Linked DNA regions of Mus musculus: regions 2 and 3 are each linked to region 1. Evidence: chromatin contacts called from public ChIA-PET and HiChIP or PLAC-seq data. All regions are on one chromosome and are shown on one strand. The core of a region is the stretch at or near the end of the contact, and the rest is flanking DNA. Distances in the headings are between cores, read along the strand shown.

Region 1 (2,583 bases), core at 38-2,537:
TGGTCTCAGGCTGAACTTGCTTGGGGGGGGGGCAATAAATGTGCTGCATCACGTGGAAGAAATGTTTATTGTTTTAATGATTAGCCTTTTCACTAGCTGCATCTGTAGTTGTTGTCAGCAGCCACTTAAGAGTCTTAAATGAAGACTCTGGAAGGTTTTTAAAAACAAATAGGCTGCTCTCAAGGGAAAGGTGATTTAAAGGAAACAAAAACAAAACAAAACAGAAAAACAAAAAACAACAACAACACCAGCAAACCAGGCAAGGATGGTGAGGAGAGTTGGAGTGGCCACTGGGAGGTACCACTGGGCAGAGTTTCCCTTTGTGCAGTTTAATTTGTTGCCAGACACACATTTGTGCTGTTTTAATTCTGTTCTTTCACTATTCACAGAGAGACGGGAAATGACACAAACTGGCATAAGAGGAAACTTACTAACTCTGAGCAAGAGAAGCACTTTCATTTAGCTGGGTTTTATATTATAAAAAAAAAAAATCTGCCTTTGAGAGTCAATCTAATTCTTTCGTTATTATTGATGTTTTTTTTAAACAGGCTAGAGGAACTGGGCTTTAAAAAAAAATAGCACACTCAAAGTTTGACTTTCTCCACGGAGAGGTGAGTTTTTCCATTCTTTGCTAGCTTCCTGGCTAGCGGGAGGGTCCTTAAGCAATCTCAAAAGTTCATCTTTCTTTGATGAGAACAATGAGGAAGGATCTACAGAAGAAAAGGCTCTGCGAGCTGAGAGCTTCCACTCACAGTGTGGTATTGGAGGTGGTTTTGGTGTGGCAGAGAGAGAGAGAGAGAGAGAGAGAGAGAGAGGGAGAGAGAGAGATACAGAGAGATACAGAGAGAGGGAGAGAGAGAAACGGAGACAGAGATAGAGACAGACACACAGAGACAGAGGTATAGAGACACAGAGAAAGAGACAGAGAGACACACAGAGAGATAGAGGCACACAGAGAAAGCCAGAGACAGAAACAGAAAGGAACAGAGACACAGAGAGACTGAGATTGAGTGAGAAAGAGAAAACTTGAGGTTAAAAAAAAAAGGCCAAAACAATCCTTTGATGTGACAGCCAGAGAAGGAGAGTCGGACAATCTCTGGGATGGGACAGTGCATGGCCAAGAGCATCCGCAGTGTTCCTGGTCTAAAAGCCCCCAGTCTAAAGCCTGACAATGTACATTCACAAACTTTAGATCAGACAGATAATGGAAACTCATTACATTAAGGAAAGTTTTTGTTTCTCTTTGCACATTATTACAACACAGCGTGCATTCCAATTACGAAAGCTATTTGTCTCAAATTCCCCACAGTTCATACCAACCCAATAGAATTTCAAGGCCCTACGTTCTGTCCTTAAAGGGGTGCCTCACATTTACAAAAAGAAAAGCTATGGGGTTTCTCTTGTTCGCCTAGAGGGTCCCTCAATCAATCTCCTGTTGGGTATCTCCCTTCCCAAGCTAACCCCACAAAAGGGTCCCAAATGACAGACTGACTGACTGACTGACAGACACACACACACATCCCAAACCATCTGGGAAGCCTTCTATCAGTCTACACTTGTGGGCTTCATCTCAGTCCCACAGAGAAGATTCTAGGGCAGCTGCACTTAGCCATTAGCCTGGTACTCCTTAGTAAATCTAAATGCCATTTGATTTCAAAGCCACTAATCTACATTTTCAAGACCAAACCATCAGCAGCAAGTGCTTTGAATAGTTAGACAAACCTGTTTCTTCTGGAACCACATGAGGTGAGGGGAGGGAGGGAGAGTGGGGGTGGAAACCACAAAGATTATGGACTTTTTTTTTTAAAAGGGCTGTGTGTGTATGTGTGTGTGCTCATTAATAAACTATCCCCTTGAAACACAAAACAACTATACAGAGAAACCCTGTCTCGAAAAAAAAAAAAAAAAAAAAAAGAAACACAAAACAACCCTGCTATAAATACTCTTGTTTACATGTGTGACATCAAGCTTAACCATTTACATAGCCTTTTGTCCCCCCACGGGTTTCCTGTTTAATGTTTTATTAGTAACGCTATATTCCATAACTCAAGGAAGAAAAAAAAAAGAGTCAGACAAAGGTTTTAATGTTAAGGTAAAAGCAAAGCAATCAAATGGAGACACAACAGTGGTCACACTGGAAGAAGGTGACCCAGCAGATTCACTGCTAGTCAACATTTTCACACATCATAAAAGTAGTCAGGGTGGGTTGATAAAACTGGGCCTGTGTGAACAGGAAATACGTAAAGACTATTTTTAAAAATTCCTCAGCCGAGAAGAAAGAAAAAAAGCTACCTTAATAATTTTCTATAATGTCGCTCATGACAAGAGGGCTGTGGGTCTAAAATGCCACTGTCGGACATCTATCAAAGAACTACCAGGCAACAGTTGCTAGAAATGGCAGGATGGTCTCGACGCTATTGCTCAAACAGCACGCCTCACCACAAACCAGAATCACATGAAAGAGAGTCAGTTCCCTGGTGTTATTCAGTCTATGTCTGTTAAAAAAAATCGTCAGGGTTTCTTGTAAAAGCTAAGTTCTAGGTTTAAAAACAAAACAAAACAGAAAAACCAGGAAGTTGTCAC
Region 2 (2,583 bases), core at 51-2,550, 200 kb before region 1:
GTGTTAATAAACATGGGTATGCTTAGCCACAATAGCCGTGGTCTGGAGGCTAGGGGCAAAGGGGATTGCTGCCTTAGTATTTGAGAGCTTATAAAGGAGCCGTGACTCCTGATCTATAATCATAGTCAGTGGCTAGGAATGGTAGAGCAAAGAGAGAATGTTTAAACAAACTTGGATCTCGTCATAGGTTTTTTTTTTCCAAAATATTTACTACAAATACTCAGTTACATGACTAGCTTAGCATAATAGATCATTGTAATAGAGAACACAGACAATAAATATTGTGGTGGAGGCAGTAAGATGACAGTGGTAGCAACACTCACAAGCCTGAAAGCCTCAGTTCTGTTCTGAGGGGTCCTGTGCAGGAAGGAGAACCAACTTCTGCAGGCTGTCCCCTGATCCCCATAGTAGTGCCAGAGCATACATGTGATTACACGCGCATGCACACACACACACACACACACTACGTGTCTAATAAGGTAGCAGCATTGTGGGAAACATCTTTAATAGAGGTGTTTAATAGGTTGTGTGAACACAGTATATCCTACCTGTTATTAACCTTGCGTTAGCATATCAACTATCATGTAGTTCTATGTAAACAGACTTAGTCACTGCAGAATGCTTCCGTTGTAAAATCACCTCTGACATCAGGAACACATGGACGATACAGGGTTATGTTCCCAACCTGAGCATGGTTAATATTCTGTTTCTAGTGCAGCCAAGAACCATTTAATCTTAAGATCCCCCATGCAGAAATCATCATCTCTTACCTCATGGCCCGGCCTGGAACCTGAAAGAGAAGTACTGGTCCATTTAGAATGAGTCATTATTTTTCATTAAATACTATATTTCCCCAAAGAATGCAAAAAAAAATGGCTTTTACATATTTATCTAAAATAAAAAAAGAGGGAGGAGGTGAGATGCCAGGCTCTAGCTTCTGGATTCAGACCCTAGGGAGGAACCCTTGCAGCTGTGTCCTGGGGGGGTTTATTTCCAGTTGGTTTGCTGTGTACTAATCAGCATCATAATAAAATACCCTGAAAGGCTTTTGATGTGTCTTAACTAGTTATGATAATGGATTCAAAATGCAGGCATTTGTCACCATGTGCCATGACAACAAAATGAATATGTAATAAAACACAAAGCGTCTTAAAATGTTTAAGCCTCGAACAGATTGAATATGTGCATTTAGACCCCTGGAAGAAAGGGAAGAAAGTGTTAGCCTTAGAAGGAGTCTGGTGTGTCGTCCCCACTTTTCCGTGGGCACTCGTGATTTCTATGATGTCATGGATAAGACAGGGCGGCATCTCTGCAAATATCAATTGTTTTCAGCCATAGAGGAGAGGTCAGGTCCCCAGATCTTAAGGCTTAAATAGTGACACAGTGAAGACTATTAAACAGTTCTCATTTCTTAATTGGCAATTGAGCTCAAATGAAAGCTGTGTCTGAGGATTTGAATTGTGTGTATCTTCCTCCGTCTGACAGCCGGATTTCGGTGGGGATTTTGTCTTTCAAACGCCTGGAATAGTGGATGTCTCTATCGACAGTGGCGAAAAGAAGCCGCCTACACTGTCTTTCGACATGAATGTGACATTTAATGTGATTGTGGATGGGTTTGTGCGGTGCTGTACTGGCTGACCCAGGGATCTCAGTATCTACCGAGAACTGGTTTGGTTGGTTGCTTGGTTGGTTTTTAAATGAGTCACTCATGCAGAATCAGTTTCGGAAACCGGATTGTACTGGGTTTTTATGCAAGCTTCTTGAAAGCTAGGCTTTATTGATAAACTGTTATTTTCTAACACGCACATGCACAAAGTACTGATATTGGTAGAAAATGAAACACATAGCTTCCCATTTATCTTTCAAACTAGCCTGCGTCTTCCTTTCTTTCTTAGGCCAATGGAAGCATTGTTGTGAAGAACTTATGAGAATTGAGATTATGTCACCACGAAAACCACCTTTGTTCCTGGCAAAGGAGGCGACCTCAGTGTATTATGATATGAGTAAGTGGGTGGGGCTTGCCTCTTCCGAGCCACAGAGTGATGGAAAAGCAACATTGTCCACACCCCAGCCTCTTATTCTATTGACTTTAAAATGCTAAACTTCTCCGGGCACAGTAAAATTGAATTTAAAAAAAAAAGACTATAGATTATAGACTGAGGAGCTCATGTTTGTTAGATGAATTAATACAAAATTAATGAGTGCATAGTTTTCATAGTTCGGATGCTCATGATCAAACAAAAAACTCCAGGCTTAAAAGACTAAAGTCCTTAGCTGATGGAATTCAGAAAATACGAACATACAGACTCTAAGATGTAATCGTGTTTAGTTACCGTTTTCTCTGGGTTTTTTTTCCCCAGTGGGTTTTGCTTTTGTTGTTTGTTTGTATGACAAATAGGGATATATTAATGAATATGAAGCATCCACCTCTGGTCAGAAATAACTAGTTCAGTTCAATTCAAATATCGGTCTTTCTCGAGTTTCTGTTTCACTTTCCCATACCTTGAAAGGTGTTAATCCTGTGGGGTGGCCTCCCAGATGGTGCTGCAAAACATCTGGACAGTATCTGTCTGTACATGTGCA
Region 3 (2,583 bases), core at 51-2,550, 130 kb before region 1:
AGGGCCCAGGTCTGTTTAGCGAGCATGCACAGACATGGCATGTGCAAAGAGGCATGGGTAATACTGTGGAGGCCTCTGTGTGGCACTCAGCCAGTCACGAAGATCAACACAACCCATGGGGGAGAGTTATCTTCAGATCCCATTACAGCCCAAGTTTAAACACGTTACAGCTGCTAAAACTGGAAACGGCTCTCTTCATGTAGACTTACTAAAATAATATATGGTTGCCAAATACCTGCTTCCCACCATAATATTATAGTACGTGTTTATATAATGAAAAGCATAACTAGGCAGAAGAGAGAGAGGAAAAAAAGCAGTCTTGTTCATACTTGAATCTATTTTGTCTCATCTCTGAAGTCACCAACTCCTCCCTCCCAGCCCCCAACATACACCAATTCCTCTCTTTTCTGCATTGTTCAGCCTGAGACTTGATCCCCTTTTCAATATCAGAAAGTAAGGGATTTTTTTTCCCCAACCAGGAGCAAAAATGCATTGAATATTTTGAGCTGGAAAAATATTTTAAATTGATTTTAATGAAAACACATTTTATTGTTGGGACAGATAGGTTTGTTGTGCTTTTGTTTTGTTACCATGGGAACCAAGGAGCTCAGAAGCCCTGGTATTCCAACGTTTGCCATTTGTGGTGCCTCCCTCCCCCTGGCTCCCTTGTCTAATGGAGATGGTGACATCACGAGAGACTCTCTTTCTTGAGGAGGAGGAGGAGAAGGAGGAGGAGGAGGAAGGAACACAGAGAACAGGTTGGGGAGTCACCCAGGGATCCCTGGAAGTTATCTTACAATTTTGCAAGTTCATGAGGCTGGGCAGTATTTTCATTCCCACCCCACCCCCCGCCCGCCCCCTATCATCTTTTCTCATTTTGACTCAACTTAGCAGCGGGCAAGCCTCCAATAGTACAAAATATATCTTTACTTTACTGGTCAGAGGCCTGAAGCCAGAAGGCAGGAAATCAGGAATTAAATGTTTCTTGTATCTGGGAAGAGGCATGACTAAGGGTAAAACTCAATCCAAATACAAGCTCTGCTTGTTCAAGGCTTCCAGAGAGTGTGCGTGCATGTGTGTGTGTGTGTAGGTCAACTAAGTGAGTGGTTTTTCCCCACTTCTAAATCATTGAAATATAATTAGAGTTGCTCAGAAGGAGAGAGAAAGGCTCCCAAAATAAAACAAGAAAGGCAGCAGTGAAACAGAAAAATAGTTGAAATACGAGCTTTGAGGAACAGGGCACATTCCCACACAGTACATAAACAAGCCCTGTTTCGTACAGCGACTTCCGCTTGTGACTTCCTTGAGTGTCTTTTTTTTTTTTTTTTTTTTGTAAGTTTTGTCCTGGTGCAGCCCAATTACCCCCACAGGATGTGATCTTTATCATCTGATTATTAGAACTTTTCTCTACAGCACCAGAGGACAAAAGCTACGATCGGTTTCTGAACGTTTCAATGTTCCATGCACACATGTCATCGTTAAAAACAGATTAGAGTTCTCTCAGATCAGCGTTGTCCAATACAGGAAGCCATGTAGGCCTGTATCCTATAAAAGGATATAGTGTAATGTAACATGCCTGTGCCTCTCAGAGGATTGATTCTCAAATATTTGTAGGGCAGAGAAGATTTTAATCAGCTTTGAGATGGTATAGATGAAAAGCAAACATGTATGACCCCACCCCCACCGTGAAAAATGTATCCATTACACAGAAGAAATATTTTCATTGTGCTGCAACTCAAAAGAATGTAGGCTGAGTCTTGGGTGGGTAGAAGCAGAGAGAAAGAGAAGAAATATACTCATTAGTAAATCTGTCCAGATCCCCCCCAAACCCCTACCTCCCGTCTGCATTGAGGTTAGAGATGGAAGGCTGTGGAGATAAATGGGTCTTTCTTCTTGTCCAGATTTCCTATTTCAGATTAGCAAACTGCTTATTTACGATGTCACTAATGGATGTGAACTAGGTAAGCCATCACATATTAAGGGGGGAAAAAAATCCCAGCTTTTCCTAGGCATAAGATTTGGAGCAGCATGAGATTTTATTTTATTTTTTTCCCCAGGAATAATACAAGAATAACATTTTTCCACCTCAAAGCAGAAACAGTAGGGGAGCCTTTTGCTATCACAGAGATCCTTATTAAATTCAGTCACTGTGAAAACACGATTCCCCCCACCCCTTGTCCTTCTTCCTTTAAAAGAAAGAAAAAAAAATAAGGGAGACTTAAAAATCTACCCAAGTTAAAATTAACAAATCAATGACATTATAACCTTGATTTATTACTGTCTGAGCTGGCAAATTATCATCGTACAAGAAATTGCCTGCTGGAAAATAACTGTGGCATTGCTAAATCTCTAGTTGAATAATGACGCTCAGAACACTAGGTTTTTAGATGTGCCTCGGTCTGATATTATAAAATATTCAATACATTTCTCTACAGCGGAAGCCAGGGGTCAGCAAATCTATTACTGTAATGTAAGGAATCTGGCAACTCGCCAACTCTCTCTCCCTTTTTATTATTATTATTTTTTTAAAAAAAACTGAGGTAGATAATTTTATATTTACCAAGTCTGCAATCCTCCCTGGGG

The links. ChIA-PET counts read pairs in DNA pulled down with a chosen protein or histone mark. HiChIP or PLAC-seq counts read pairs in DNA pulled down with a chosen protein or histone mark.
Region 2: a contact with region 1 is called in an RNA polymerase II ChIA-PET map of memory CD8 T cells, with 8 read pairs. The contact joins two enhancer-like sites. A contact is called at or near these places in 2 of 484 Hi-C or Micro-C datasets (Th1 cells and reprogramming fibroblasts), 4 of 115 datasets of contacts at active chromatin or transcription factors (CD8 T cells, embryonic stem cells and memory CD8 T cells) and 2 of 9 other capture datasets (adipose tissue and liver).
Region 3: a Foxp3 HiChIP or PLAC-seq map of regulatory T cells shows a contact between it and region 1, with 4 times the contacts expected there. The contact joins two enhancer-like sites. A contact is called at or near these places in 4 of 115 datasets of contacts at active chromatin or transcription factors (bone marrow-derived macrophages, embryonic stem cells, memory CD8 T cells and 1 more).

Annotation. Positions count from the first base shown.
Region 1 is chr10:68,238,569-68,241,151 of GRCm38.p6, forward strand. The region is part of intron 3 of Arid5b (AT rich interactive domain 5B (MRF1-like)); the gene reads right to left. Among named protein-coding and RNA genes, the nearest start is that of Arid5b, 39 kb to the right of the region's middle. Within about 2 kb of position 1,288, at least 126 of the 459 cell types and tissues checked have an H3K27ac peak or open chromatin away from gene starts, as enhancers often do. A contact at or near this core is called in Th1 cells, bone marrow-derived macrophages, memory CD8 T cells and 1 more, where this site is marked.
Region 2 is chr10:68,038,136-68,040,718 of GRCm38.p6, forward strand. It overlaps Rtkn2 (rhotekin 2), which reads left to right. Exons shown (of 12, transcript NM_001359319.1): 11 at 1,896-2,003. Among named protein-coding and RNA genes, the nearest start is that of Rtkn2, 60 kb to the left of the region's middle. Within about 2 kb of position 1,301, at least 59 of the 459 cell types and tissues checked have an H3K27ac peak or open chromatin away from gene starts, as enhancers often do. A contact at or near this core is called in Th1 cells and memory CD8 T cells, where this site is marked.
Region 3 is chr10:68,104,076-68,106,658 of GRCm38.p6, forward strand. All of the region lies in intron 8 of Arid5b (AT rich interactive domain 5B (MRF1-like)), which reads right to left. Among named protein-coding and RNA genes, the nearest start is that of Gm51770, 46 kb to the right of the region's middle. Within about 2 kb of position 1,301, at least 191 of the 459 cell types and tissues checked have an H3K27ac peak or open chromatin away from gene starts, as enhancers often do. A contact at or near this core is called in bone marrow-derived macrophages, memory CD8 T cells and regulatory T cells, where this site is marked.